2 separate regions of the Zea mays genome follow, and region 1 is linked to region 2. Evidence: chromatin contacts called from public Hi-C data. All regions are on one chromosome and are shown on one strand. The core of a region is the stretch at or near the end of the contact, and the rest is flanking DNA. Distances in the headings are between cores, read along the strand shown. Region 1 holds the start of LOC100382426 (Cycloartenol synthase). Region 2 holds the start of LOC100277472.

Region 1 (7,438 bases), core at 659-3,158, 210 kb after region 2:
TCATTCTACAGTTGCAGTGATAAAATCAGATCACCTTCAGCCATTGTAGGGTTGACAAATTTAGAACTTGATCCTTGCCTGGTGATTATAAAGATACCGGCGGATCTCCTTCTGGTGTTCCAATGACAAGACAGTGTTTAGTGCTCCAGTCACATACAATGTTATGATCTGGACAAAGGGTACACACAATTAGTAGCTGTTTTGTAAACCAGGAAACATGAAACATAAGTCTTCCATGTAATCTAAAAATCAGATTCCTGCTACAATTTGCTAGTTCCTATTTCATGAGGCATCTAAATTGGTACTCACAGTGAATGCAAGAAAAAAAAAACATTGTGCTCATATAGAATATGAGGCATAAGATGTAAGAAAGCAAGATAGCACAATTTTGTCTTAAACATATCACAAGATTAATCACAGAGCACAGATTTAGTCGTAGGAATGCATATCCAAGTGAAGTAAGCAAGTTAAACATATCACTATAGAAGAAGAGTTGAAAGAGGCACCAAGCCTGGCATAAGGAACATAGGACCACCATAATCCCCAGGCCAGTGTCCATCATGTGCCTGGAGAGTAGAGAAACGGCTGATTGCCCTTTTCAATGTAGTCAACACAGCTTCCTCGGTCACATCTTCATGCTCACCGAGCTTGATGCCTGGAAGGTGAAGCTCAATCGAGTTTTCTTTGGCGAACTGCAGTGTGTAAACGGGAGCAGATATTTCAAATTGTTTCACAGAAACAGAGACTGCACAAGAAAGAAGCACTGGGCGCAGGACTGGACTAGATTAGTTGCCAAAATCTGTGCCGATTCTCAACCATTTCGTGGCTTGTACTAATATTTCCACGGACAGTGAAATGTTCTCTTTTCTGTGGAAGAATGCAACACGCTGACAGTGAAAAGGAATTACTGTATTATCTCCGACAACAACCATGTGCCGTGCCAAGTTTACATACTACAGCTGCAGCTAGACATCGCAAAACGTGCCGACAGTTACCTACGGTATTGTATGGAGGGAAAACGGAGGAAGTCTGGAATCGTGACAAGAGGAAGGATGATGATCATGCCTGCAACCTGCGAGAGCCAGTCAGCCCATCCCAGCTCGCATGCCGCGCATCAAAACTGTACAAGACTACAAGAGTCTCATGAACACAAGTTTTTATTTAGTTATCGGAAAAGGACAGATTCAGTGCGTGCGGGAGGCTCCATACAAGACTACAAGAATGAGGTCCAAGTCTTTCCGCATCTAGGAGAGGCAATGTAGGTGACTTGGTGTCTCGGTGAATATTCACCGCTGCACTAGGCCTCACTGAAAGGGATTGGCAAGTGGGAATTAACGTATCGTCGTCGGGCCCACGAGAATGTGTGGCAAGTAAGACTACCGCCGCCGCCGGTCGTTCGCAGCCCGGGCGCAGAACGCGCCATCCGTCACCGACGGACCAATCGAGACGGCGACACGCACGCGGGCGGGCGAGGGCAATGGCAGACGCGTGGGCGAAAGGGGTGGCAGGACAAGGCACAAGGCAGGAGCATTACGGGCGGCTAGCGACCGGCAGGAAGGCGCGGCCCACCTGGATGCGCATGAGGAGGTCGGCGCTGTGCTTGAGGTGGCCCCTGGTGGCGACGAAGGCGCGGCGCGCGGCGTCGACGGCGGGGTCGGGGTCGGCGGCGGCGTCGAACTCCCACACCTGGCGGCCGACGTGGGCGTTCTTCGTGCGTAGCCAGGGGTCCCCGCCCCCCTCCGCGATCCGCAGGCGCCACATCGCCCTCCTCAAATGCGGCGGGCGAGCGGTGGGGAAGGTTCCGATCCGCCGCGGCCGGCCGGTGCGTGGCTTGGCTTGGCTCCCGGCACCGGGAGGCCGGGATCCCCCTCTGTGGCGGGCGTTGATGAATGGCGAGGGGAGTCCAGGGAGGACAGTTCAGGCTGGGGAGTTGATTTGATTTGGGATTTGAGTGGAGTTCGCAGCAGTAGTCGTTGTTGTTCGGGACAATTGCATTTTTACCCCTGCTCACCACTCGGGTGTTTAAATTCACTATAGTTAATAGTTTAATAGTCCGTTAGTTAAAAAATTACTAGTGGAATTAACTAGCTAACCAATAGCTAGATAACTATTAACTAATTTACTAAAAATATCTAACTATTAGCTAGGGTGTTCAGATGTCTTCAACTAATATAAAGTATGACATAAATTCAATCATAATTTTGAAAACAATTATTTTAAATTGAAAAAATTGAATACTTTGAATTTGATAATAAAATTAAATTTAACATTATATTTTAACAACACTTTAATTATAATTCGTCAAAATTTTAGCTATAATTTGTCATCAATTTGAGAACATTTGAAATAGATGGTGTCAAATTATAGCTAAAATGCTATCAAAATTAGAATTAAAATGTTGTTCAATTTTTGATAAAATATAATGTTAAATTTAATTTATTTTTCACTAAATTCAAATCATTTGAAATTTTGAATATGAAATAATTGATTTTTAAATTTATGGTTGGATTTATGTCATATTTATACTCTAAACTTTTATATCAAAGTGGGGGTAAATTTATAAACAGCTCATAATAAGAGGGGCATTGGTGCAAACTGCAAAGTTATATGCTGACTTGACACTGTTATGTGCTTGTAACATAATAGGGGCAAGCGAGGGCTTCGTTTCAAAAAAGAAAAAAGCAACGGTGCAAAGTTCAAAAAACAGAGGTAAAATGAATTTAGAGTCGTTAAGGCGCGACCGTGCGAATGCCCCCTTGTTGTTTTCAAGGGGTGGCTCGTGATCGTGTTGTCCCCACGCGGTTAGAGATATAATCGGATTAAATACCGATGAATAATATCCATACCATTTACATCTCTACATGCGGCCATGCATGTGTGTCCCGGAGCAAATTTTTATATATTTTTAAAAACATGACATATTATATTTAGACATATAAATATGACACTGTTTTTTACATATTTCAGTTAGATTTAAAGTTGAATGACTAAAAATTGCTGTGTATGTTTTTTAAAAAGAAAACGTAGGAGCAAGATACGAAGTTAGAATACCATTTATATTCTTAATTTGAGATGGAGGGAGTAGATTTTCGTCGGGTAATACGAAAATCCCAGGTCGCCTAATTAAGACCTGATTTGTTTACTTCAGTTGGATTATGGTGAAAAGGCAGTAGAGTAAAATATCACTTATTTAAGTTTATTTCATCTTATTTGTAGTTCTAAAGTGATATTTATCCTCAGACTCTTTCAGTATAATCCAACTTATATAATGTAGGAGGGAACAAACATACCCTAAACTAAAGTTGAAAAACACCCAAGATCGTCTCATCTTTTATCAATCCCTCGTCACAAGAGAACCAGAGAAGCAGTGTCCTCACCAACTTAGTTTCGTAACGACTCCAATTAACACCCAAGGCAGGAGAATGTTGTTAGAGTTCAAAAACAATGTAGATCAACTTGCAAATAACAATCAAGAAAGAACATCTTGTTGGGCACTGACATGCTTGTTGGCGCCGATCCGGGCGTTAATCACGGCGTTAAGAACCGGCGGCGGTGCTCTATGTGGAGGCGTGGACGATCCGTGGCCAGAGGCCGGACGATTCGTGACCTAGCGCAGAGGTTGGTCCCCTGCCTGACGGGTCGGACGGTCCGCGCGTGCGCAGGGGCGACGGAGTTCGTCGGCAACGCTTGAATCTCGCTCCCGGGAGTTACCCCGTCGGGGAGGAGAGATCCTAGGCTTCGTCTAGGGTCAGCAGGCCGACCTAGACACCTCTAATCGACATAGAGCCGAAGAGAAGCAGAGAATTTAGGGATTGAGAGGTTAAACTAGAACTACTCCTAATGCCTAAAGTAAAACGAGAGATAAACTGAGTATTGATCCGATTGTTGATGATTAATCGGTCGTAGTCCTCTATGTATATATAGAGGGGAGGTATGGACCCGTTACAATATGTATTCTGAGCTAAATCCTCGGATCTCGCTAACAAATCCCACAAGAAACTCGAAACCCTAACTAATTCTGCGCGCACGGACCGTCCGCCATCAGTGCGGACCATCCGGCAGGCCTTTTTGGTGCTCAACATATGCCCCTGCCTTTTGGCGGAGCTGAGCGAACCAAAAGCAACTAACTCGATGTGATCATATCGGTTTTCTTAAACATCTTGCCACACATTAGGATGATACTGCTTAAGGAACTGCCCGTTTAACGCCTTGGGCAAGTCTTTGCCTTGTAATGTTTGCAACAAGTAGGCGTTACCGGACACCACCTGCATGACCTTGTAAGGGCCTTCCCAGCTTGGCGACCACTTCCCAAATTTCTGGTTTTGCCCTTAGGGGCAAGACGGTCTTCCATACCAGATCCCCTACCTGGAATGATTTAGCCTTGACCTTCTTGTTGTACGCTTTAGCGACAATGATCTTGTCCTTTTGTATTTCTCCTAAATCTGTCACTCTCTTGTTGACCACTTCATCAATATTGTCCATCATTGAATTATAATAATCACCGACAGTTAGATCATTTTGCCTGACGAACCTAACATCATTTAAACTTATTTCTACAGGCAACACTGCTTCCTGCCCATAGACAAGCTCAAACGTAGATACTTTAGTAGCATGATGTTTAGATATCCTATGAGCCCATAAAGCTTTAGACAAAATCTTATGCCAATGCTTAGGATGATCATATATCTTCTTTTTTATCAGGTTAATCAATGTTCTATTACTAGATTCGGCCTGCCCATTGGCCTAAGCATAGTACGGAGATGAATTGAGCAATTTAATTCTATATAATTCAGCAAACTCACGTACCTCCTTTGACATAAAAGAAGCTCCCTAGTCTGTAGTCAAAGTCTGGGGAATGCCGAATCTATGAATAATATGCTCAGTTATGAACTCAGTTACCTCCATGTGTGTCAGAGCAACGGCTTTAATTCATTTGGTAAAGTAGCCGGTGGCCACTAATACGAACTAATGCCTTTTTGATGACGAAGGATGAATCTCTCCTATAAAGTCCAATCCCCATCCTCTGAAAGGCCAAGGTTTAATGATAGGATGTAATTAAGTTGCGGGGACCAATTGTAAGTCACTGAATTTCTGACAAACTTGGCATCCTTTGTAGTACTTGAAACAATCAGCTATCATATTAGTGAGAGCACCTAGAGGGGGGGTGAATAGGTGATCCTGTAAAACACTTGAAACTTAATCCACAAAACTTGATTAGGAGTTAGCACAATTAAGCCAAGTGGCTAGAGAGGAGAACTTGCACAACACTATGACCACAAGGAGATCAACACAGAGATGGCACAGTGGTTTATCCTGTGGTTCGGCCAAGTCCAACACTTGCCTACTCCACGTTGTGGTGTCCCAACGGACGAGGGTTGCAATCAACCCCTCCCAAGCGGTCCAAAGACCCACTTGAATACCACGGTGTTTTGCTTTGTTTACTATATCCCGTTTGCGAGGAATCTCCACAACTTGGAGCCTCTCGCCCTTACACTTGATGTTCACAAAGAAGCACGGAGTAAGAGAGGGATGAGCAACGCACACAAGACACGAAATCACAGTACCAACATGCACACAAGTCACAACAAGAGCTCACAACACAACCCGGCGAGTTCACAACTCAAATGGAGCTCTAGTTGCTATCACAAAGAATCAAATGCGCGGAATCGAAGTCTTGGTGCTTAGGAATGCTTAGAGAATACTTGGTGTACTCCTCCATGCGCCTAGGGGTCCCTTTTATAGCCCCAAGGCAGCTAGGAGCCGTTGAGAGCATTCCAGGAAGGCAATTCTTGCCTTCTGTCGCCTGGCGCACCGGACAGTCCGGTGCACCACCGGACACTGTCCGGTGCGGATCTCTTTCCTTATTTGGCGAAGCCGACCGTTGCAGTCTTGGAGCCGTTGGCGCACCGGACACTGTCCGGTGCACACCGGACAGTCCGGTGTCCCTTCCGACCGTTGGCACTTGCCACGCGTCGCGCGCGGATTCTGCGGCCGACCGTTGGCCCGGCTGACTGTTGGCTCACCGGACAGTCCGGTGCACCACCGGACAGTCCGGTGATTTATAGTCGTACGTCGCCGACGATTTCTCGAGAGCGGCAAGTTCGCCTGAGTCAGCCTGGCGCACCGGACACTGTCCGGTGCACCACCGGACAGTCCGGTGCACCCAGACTGAGCTGACTTCGGCTGAACAAAGCCATCTTTAATTCCAACTTGAATTTTTCCTGTTTCCAGCACTTAGACATAATACATTAGTCTCCAAAACAATATACTAAGTCTTAGAAACATACCTTTATACTTGATTTGTACTTTGTCCACCATTTAACACTTAGGCACTTGTGTTGGACACTAAATCACCAAAATACTTAGAAATGGCCCAAGGGCACATTTCCCTTTCAATCTCCCCCTTTTTGGTGATTTATGCCAACACAACACAAAGCAAGTAGAACAAGTGCAAAATCAATTCAAATAAGAACTCAAGATTATTTTGATTCAACTTTGGCATATATGGATCATTCTTTGCCACCACTTGGTTTGTTTTTGCAAATCAAACTCAATTCCCTATCTCTAAGTCAAACACACTTGTTGAGACATAAAGAGAGTTGTTCCAAGAGAAATTGATCAAAGATTTCGAAAACTCCCCCTATTTCCCATAATCGATTATTCTCCCCACAAGAGACCAACTTTTGACATATATGAGACAAACCAGAGTATTTTGACAAACAAAAACTCTAACTCTATTTTTTTAACATTCTCAAGTGGTAGCTGATCCATTTCTTGCTTTGGCCTTATTTTCTCCCCTTTGGCATCAAGCACCAAAACGGGGTCAATTTTGGCCCTTTAACCCCATTGCCTCACCAAAATCTTCAACTAAGAGTAAAAAGGCAATAAGAGTACAAAGATGAACTTGGAATAAGTTACTCTTTCATCGGAGTGCAGTGGAAGTCTTGCATGGTCCAAGTCCACCTTTTCCCTTTCAAACCTTCTTTGAGACTAAATTAAGCAAACTCAAGCACACAGTTAGTCTCAAAGGGTCAAGTTGTAGCACATCTCCCCCTGAATATGTGCATCACTCGCAAATGGACTTGTGAGGTCCGGGGAGTGCTTGTACAACTTGAGCACCATAAATAAACAACAAAATGTATTAAGGAACATGATCAAGGCATAAAACACATGTATGCTATAAATCAATCCAGGTTCCGCGAATCTAAGACATTTAGCTCACTACGCAGCTTGCAAAAGGTCGACTCATCTAGAGGCCTGGTAAAGATATCGACTAGCTGGTTCTCGGTGCTAACATGAAACACTTCGATATCCCCCTTTTGCTGGTGGTCTCTCAAAAAGTGATGTCAGATGTCTATGTGCTTTGTGCGGCTGTGTTCAACAGGATTATCCGCCATGCGGATAGCACTCTCATTATCACATAGGAGTGGGACTTTGC
Region 2 (6,850 bases), core at 2,117-4,616:
ACTAAAATTAATTAAAGTTCCTAACTCATTATGAAGAAGCATTTAGATCGTGATTCATTACCACTATTCATAACTTGTCTAAGGTTAGTCGACCAAATTAAAGAACTAACCTTAGATAAAAACAAATTAGGAACCAAACAAGCCCTAAATCTCTCTACTACCATCATATCCCGAAAATGATTAGGACGAAGAGACGGTTTAGGCAGTTCGTAACCGTACATACTCATCTCCGGAAGTGCATAGCATCAGTACACAGACAGTCCCAGTCATCCGAAGACGACTTTAGAACGTGGAGACACCACAAGACGTCAACATGTTTTACTCATCATTCCAGCACGGGCACGGCAGCGCCCACCTAGCACTGCCGATTCTCGCTAATGCTCGCTATCTACCCTTGAGCTCTTCTTCGAACACGCGCATTTTCTCCTGAATCGGGGCCATAAAGGACTTGAGATCCTTGCAGATCCGTGCCTTGTCGTCGGATGCGAGGCCCTTGTCGTCACTGAACCTTACTTGCACCTGAAACCAGTGGTGGCACATGACAAAATTCGCCATGGATGTTATGCCATCCAGCATTATGTTGGAAACAGTGGTGGTACATGATAGTGTGGCAGCTTTACCTCCAGGTCATCGATCTCACCGAACGAGAACTCGGGAATGTCTAAGTGTCCTTTGATCTTCTTGTTTTCTTCTTTAACTAACCATTCACCTGGTAAGCGCTACCGTTAGTTACGCTGCAGTAATAGCAATAAAAAGGGCTTTAAGGAGACGGTGTTTGAGTGAGTGACATGATGTGTGGTGATGTCTACCTTTAAATCTCAAGCTTAGTTCGTAGTTATATCCTACTCTCTTCTTGTTGCGGACAGTGACCTGAAAGGCCTGCAAAGGAACCAATGGTTTATATTCAGAAGTTAAATTGTCACAGTACAGAACCACAGAGACACTTCAAAGAAACAAATGGCTTGCACAAGGCAAGGCACCCAAGCAGATTCCATCCACGGTAGTGTGTCACAAATACTGTAGTTACTCGGCTGTTATGTGCGAACATGCCTTGAAGAATTTTCAGTTCAAAACATTTTGTTCATTTGTTTAGTCGCATTGTTCTTTTTCAGACGATGCTCACAACTATTGACAGAACCTTACCAATATACTTCTAGGTTGCAGCAAACAAGGAGGCAGGTGCAATCAAGTTTTCTTCACTGGGCACAACTTCTTGAGTAGCCCAGGTGGAGGAATGGACACCGAGCTAAGCGAAGTGCATGTGAATTCTTCACTGGTTTTACACTGCCTGCTGCCTAATATCATTATTATATTTATTTATACACTTAAATCCAGCACAGGTTCCCAAAACATAGATCAATCTAGAGACTACTGTGTTATGCTGTAGTACGTGTCATTCAGCTGTCAGGTTAGAGTTAGACAAACAGTTTCATATTACATAAGGCTGATGTCAAGAGAAATCAATCGCATCATGTGTACAATGGCAAGGAAGCAAAACGAATAATCAGACTGTTTCTTTCAAGCACAAATTGATGATGGAATAATAGGATCGAATGGTTTTGTTAAAAATATACTTACATCGCCTGAGCACTTGGACACTTCATCAACGGATGCATTCCCTGTAGGGAACTTCAATGAACCTAGAGAGCCCAGCAAATCCTGTAGCACAAAGTAGCCAGCAAATGTCAGAGAATTTTTTACAAACAGAAACACCATTGTACTAGGAGTGTCATAAGCCAAGTATTTGTTGCCAACAACTGGTTAATAAAATATTCACCTTTATCCTACTATTAGCCCATGAGTTGAGGTTCTTTTCCTCCCAAGTTCCAGCCTGCAACGAGCCAACAAAGCATCAGGAGATTTTAGAGTAGGAAGAATATCCATAAATTTGAAGACATGTACAGGAAGATTCATTCTGTCCAAAGCTGCAAGATTCATAATAAATGATATGGTCATATGGATCAGCGTTTTGAGCAAAATTAAGCATAGACATTTAGTCACGGCTCCGGCGATACGAAGCTGTTCCTGTCATTTCTTCCTATCAACTTCAGAGAAGCAACAGCTTAACTTATCATATATTCATATTACAAGATAGGAGCAATGTCATAAGACCACTCATCGCGAACATAAATAAACCAATGTAGGGGTAAAATGAATTCATGTGGCGTTAAATCATTTAGAATAAAAAAGCTCGTACCAACTAGTTTAAACATATCAGACACTTTACCCATTAGTTCAGAGTTGCAAACATATACACCCTTCACATGCATTTCCCCTACTCATACACCTATCTATCGTCCTTTTTCTATCTCTCGCTTCCAGTTCCAGGGTAGTCAGGGTTATACACTTTTGCTTGGGAATCTAGTCTTGAATAAAAAATAATAATATTCCCCAGCCTGCACGCAGTCAGCCTGATTGTTTGTGGACTGAATCGAATCTTAATAAGCAGCAGGAACACTCATTGAACCAAGATAAGAAACATTTCTTGCAAAAGCAAGGGTGAATGCACCCAGGGTTCCACAAGAAGAGGATGGAGCGGGACATTAACACAGGAACATAATAAGAAACAATAAGTCCTGCGGCAATCGGCCAACCAAGCAACAAATTCATGGAAAATAAGCTCCATCGATTGGAATGCTTTTTCGCTGATGAGGCATTAAATGGGGGTAATTGCGAACAAATGGTGACTCTAAACTGTACAGTTGCATTTGTGCCAAGGTATCATATTTGGTTGCCGCTAGCCGTACTAATAATAATCGCAAAGGAAGTTGAAATACAGACCAGATCTAGCATTCGTCAGCTCCCCAATCAGACTCCACGCACGGACGAACACTGAGGACACAAGGGGCGTCACAAATTCGTGACCCTTTTAGTCGTCAAGCTTGTTACAATGCCACTAGTCAACTACTTACACGGTTCCTTCTCCAATCCAACAGGGATAGACGGAAAGGTGGAGATGATGGGATGAGACGAGATGAGGAGCGTGGCTCACCTGATTCCAGACGGACCCGAGGGGCGGCGGGTTCCCGTTCCCATTGGCGGCGGGGTCGAGCTTGCGCGGGACGGGGAGCGGCGCGGCGTCGCCGGTGGCTTCCCGCACCCAGTACCTGTACGACGACGCCTTCTCAGCCGGTGCCGCTGCCGCCGTCTCCTCCATCTCTACTCGTTCGCCGGCGCCGACGACGGACGGACTGACGGGTGTACGGATTGGTGCCGACGACGGCGCAGATCTCTCGGCGAGGCGCGGGAACGGGATGGGGCTCGACGCGTCGCTTGCACTCCAATTCTGACCGCTTTCCTGGGGGCTCGCTTCCTCTTTCTCCTTTTGGTGCCGTCAGGGTCAGCGCACACGCCCAGTGGCGTGCGGCGTGCCCACGTGTTCCAGATGCTTCGGGAACCTTCACGGCAGTTACACGCTCAACGGCTCAATGAACCTCGTGAACCTTCCAGGCTACGTGGAGACGGGCGTCCTTCAGTCACGTGGAAAACGAAAACGATCGTGAGACTTCAAAAATGTTTCTTTTCCAACCCTAAGATAAAAAATGCTACCTGAATGAAACAATTATAATTATCTCTTTTTTTTCTTTTCCATGTTCCAGCATAGCAAACTGGTAACGAATTTCCAGTCACACACAAGAGCCACAGTACATAGATGAAAAAGGAAAGGATGCAGACGCTTCAGAATCTGACGAAAGCATAACGTTTGCAATTCTAGAAAAATCCTACTGAAACGCTAGCAAAATCGAGTAGAACAACGTTGGGGGTCAAGCACTCCCTTTCAGATCAGATAACAACACGCTACATATATCCTTTGATCAGCTCTCCAGGCAGAAACCAGTAGCACTAAGCACACTGCTCAACTCAGATAGAACTAAACCATATCATCTCTGTTATTTTTCCTCTCTGTTACAACACAAAGATGATCTTGATGCCTTATTATAGACCAACCCAATAGGACCGGCCATTGCTGTTGTGGATCGGCGACGGGGTCGGCGTAGTCACAGCCCACTCGTACCACACCTGCAGCAGCAGCAACGGGGAAGATGAGGATGATATGGTAGAAATTCTAGTGTCCCGGAATGGACAGGTCATCACATATGCTTACCTTCGTGGGGGCACAGCACCGCCAGAAGTGCACTTCTATAGGAGACCCTTCGGGCACGTAGATGGGCTTTCTCAATGGGAAGAAGATCGGGAACCTGACAGTTTTCCGTCATGAAGATAACAGCTATTGACTGATGGCAAGATTTGAGAGATTGTATTGTCAGCTTTCGTAAACAAAATATCAGTACCAGCTGAACATGTTTGGTGTAGCGGTGTTTGGCTCGATTCCAAGATGAACATCCTTATAAAGAACAGAGTCAAAATAGCCAGCAAATCCTGCCAAAATGATGGGTGGGGTGGGGTGGGGGGGTACCAGCGTTAGTGAGGGCCAACTTCTGTATCTATCTATGGTACTAGTTTATATGAATAACAAAATCCAAACAATGGGTATGGTTGCATACCGTGCACAAGGCATGAACCCATGTCTGGCAGCATTTCAAATTGCAACTTGGTGTACCTTTGGTTGCTGGCATTTGGTGAGAAATTTGGATGGGTGAAAGTAAAAACCTACACAAGTAAAGGTGATAACCAAATTTCATGGCATAAATATATTTGATCAGAACCGATGAAGCACACACAGCATATCAGATCTCTCACCTGTTGTGGAGGTGCAAGTGTCGCTATGCGGTGTAGTTTCACAACATATGCCGTTTCAAAATGTGCAATATCTTTGTGTGCTTTGATCTGCGGAAATTAAGGCACTCAGGTTTCTATAGAAATGTCATGAGCTGTAACTGCGATTTGTAGACACTTACGTCGTCGTGCAATTTTGACGCTGTTATTGGTTGGATGAAGCTGGTGTATCTGCAAAGAAACATAAGCAGACAATCAAATGATATTTAAAATGTTTTTGGCATCAGGAATTGAGAAAATATATGTATAAGAAAAGGTCCAGTACGATGAAGGAATGGAAATCCCATCAGGCTTCAAGAATCGTTGAGCACCATCCAGACACTCCGGAGATAGTTCATTGTCCCCAAAGGACCCAAGCAATTCACTTACCTGAATCATGTAGGTATGTAAGAGTTTTTAACATCAACGGGTTGGAAAGGTTTAACATGACCATTTCCAAAAAAAAGAAATATCACCGTACCAAAATATCTGCCTTTTCAGGGGCATCCCAACACCGCATGTCACTAGAAATTACAGTAACCAGGCTTTCCCAACCCTCCAATTTGATCAAACTCTGTTTCAGCACCCAAAATTTATTAAATCAAAATTCAACAGTTATACAAGGCAACAGTAGATAGCAATACAAGTAAAATGATTGTATCAGCAATTATTGCATTGTTGAACTTTATTAGTTTAGTACCAGCCTAATGGACATGACTGAATAAAATAAGAGACAGAACAGCTACTCAATAACTTACATGAAGAGTAATAACAGCGTTAGGATTTTTTTCAACAGCATATACTTTTAACTTGCGACCAGTTTCTTCAGCAGCCTGCAATGTCAAAATCATTTAGCTCAATTGGAGAGAGAAATAAAAAATCGCTTGTGTTACAGTTGTACTATGTTTATCGAAGAGGGTGTTGCTCTTGTATCCTTATGACAGCTAATTAATCAATATCCTTTTTTTTTCTTTGAAGCTCATAAGCTTCAAGAGAAGTGATGCTAACCTGCAATGATGCTCGTACTAGAGGCCCTCGGCCTGCTCCCACAACCATCAGAACCTTTATTTGTTCAATAGTGAATAGATAATTAGACTCAAGGAAAAGAAACAGAAGCATGGAATGAACCCAATGAGACAAGTAGATTTATTTACAGGATGCAGGAAATTGAAAGGCGGGGAAAAAAGTCATTCAACTGGTCATGATCCAGAAACATACAGGAAAAACAACATTTGAATTTATTCTATCTCAGCAGAAAATAAAGCCCCTAATGTTATTTAAAGCCACACCATTACATCATCTCCTAAACTTTTCGCTGTCCTAAATTTTTACTGGAAGTATGGTTTACATGCACCAAATTTAGGAGGAAAAACACATCAAAGTTCAAGGCTTTACCGTCCTAGTTGTGGAGACTGCATCATCTGCAACCCTATCAACCAAGGCCTTAGCAACTGCTCTTCGATACTGCCCACATGATGTAATACAAATAATCAACAAACACCGGTGTTGGACTTAATAATGAGCAGACATGAAGTCACAGGGAAAAGAAAGGATAAGATTCTGGTCTTATAATATTTGTTTTCTTTTGCCAAACCAGGTTCATCAGCTCGCTCAAGTAAACTAATATTTCAAGAACAGACATATAATGTGATGCTCAAGGATTTCAAGTCGCCTGGTCGAACCCTGGGACCGACCAGTCGCGATTAGGCGACGACCAGGGCGATTAGTCGACCACTTAGGATTAGAGCAGCAGCAGCCATTAGTTCGGCACTGGCACCGACAGAGGAGGGAGGAGGGGCAACCGGCAGCGGAGGAGAAGGGGGAACCTTGAGATGATGAGCTACCTCGTCACTGGTGTTGGAGATGCCGGTGATCTAGAGCAGCAGCCGCCCGCCGGTGACCTGGAGTTCTGGACTAGAGCTATGGAACTGGAGCAGGCAGAGGAAGAGGGGCAACAGGCGGGCGGCGGCAGAGGGAAACGAGCAGAGGAGGGGCAGCTCAGGGCAGAGGAGGGGTAGCCAGCGTCGAGGTCTGGCCGGCAACCGACCAGTGAGGAGGCGACGGCGGCGCGAGGAACCAGGCGGCGGCAGGAGGCGGCGTGAAAGAACACCTGGAGAGTATGGCGGCTAGGTTA

What was found. A called contact is a pair of places that touch in the nucleus more often than the background predicts.
Region 1: a contact with region 2 is called in a Hi-C map of leaf, with 6 times the contacts expected there. The contact joins the promoter of LOC100382426 here to the promoter of LOC100277472 in region 2. A contact is called at or near these places in 4 of 25 Hi-C or Micro-C datasets (ear, leaf, leaf mesophyll and 1 more).

Annotation. Positions count from the first base shown.
Region 1 is chr5:80,081,719-80,089,156 of Zm-B73-REFERENCE-NAM-5.0, forward strand. LOC100382426 (Cycloartenol synthase) reads right to left here and starts at 1,909. Exons shown (of 18, transcript NM_001175169.1): 1 at 1,570-1,909; 2 at 507-692; 3 at 79-168; 4 at 1-5. The coding sequence starts at 1,761.
Region 2 is chr5:79,865,596-79,872,445 of Zm-B73-REFERENCE-NAM-5.0, forward strand. It overlaps LOC100277472, which reads right to left and starts at 3,367. Exons shown (of 6, transcript NM_001151021.2): 1 at 2,993-3,367; 2 at 1,778-1,831; 3 at 1,579-1,659; 4 at 810-879; 5 at 621-709; 6 at 132-519. The coding sequence starts at 3,157. The coding sequence ends at 385. It overlaps LOC100273548, which reads right to left. Exons shown (of 22, transcript NM_001147966.1): 12 at 6,112-6,180; 13 at 5,725-5,778; 14 at 5,475-5,549; 15 at 5,198-5,290; 16 at 5,003-5,106; 17 at 4,860-4,908; 18 at 4,702-4,788; 19 at 4,506-4,611; 20 at 4,293-4,380; 21 at 4,106-4,199; 22 at 3,538-4,020. The coding sequence ends at 3,937.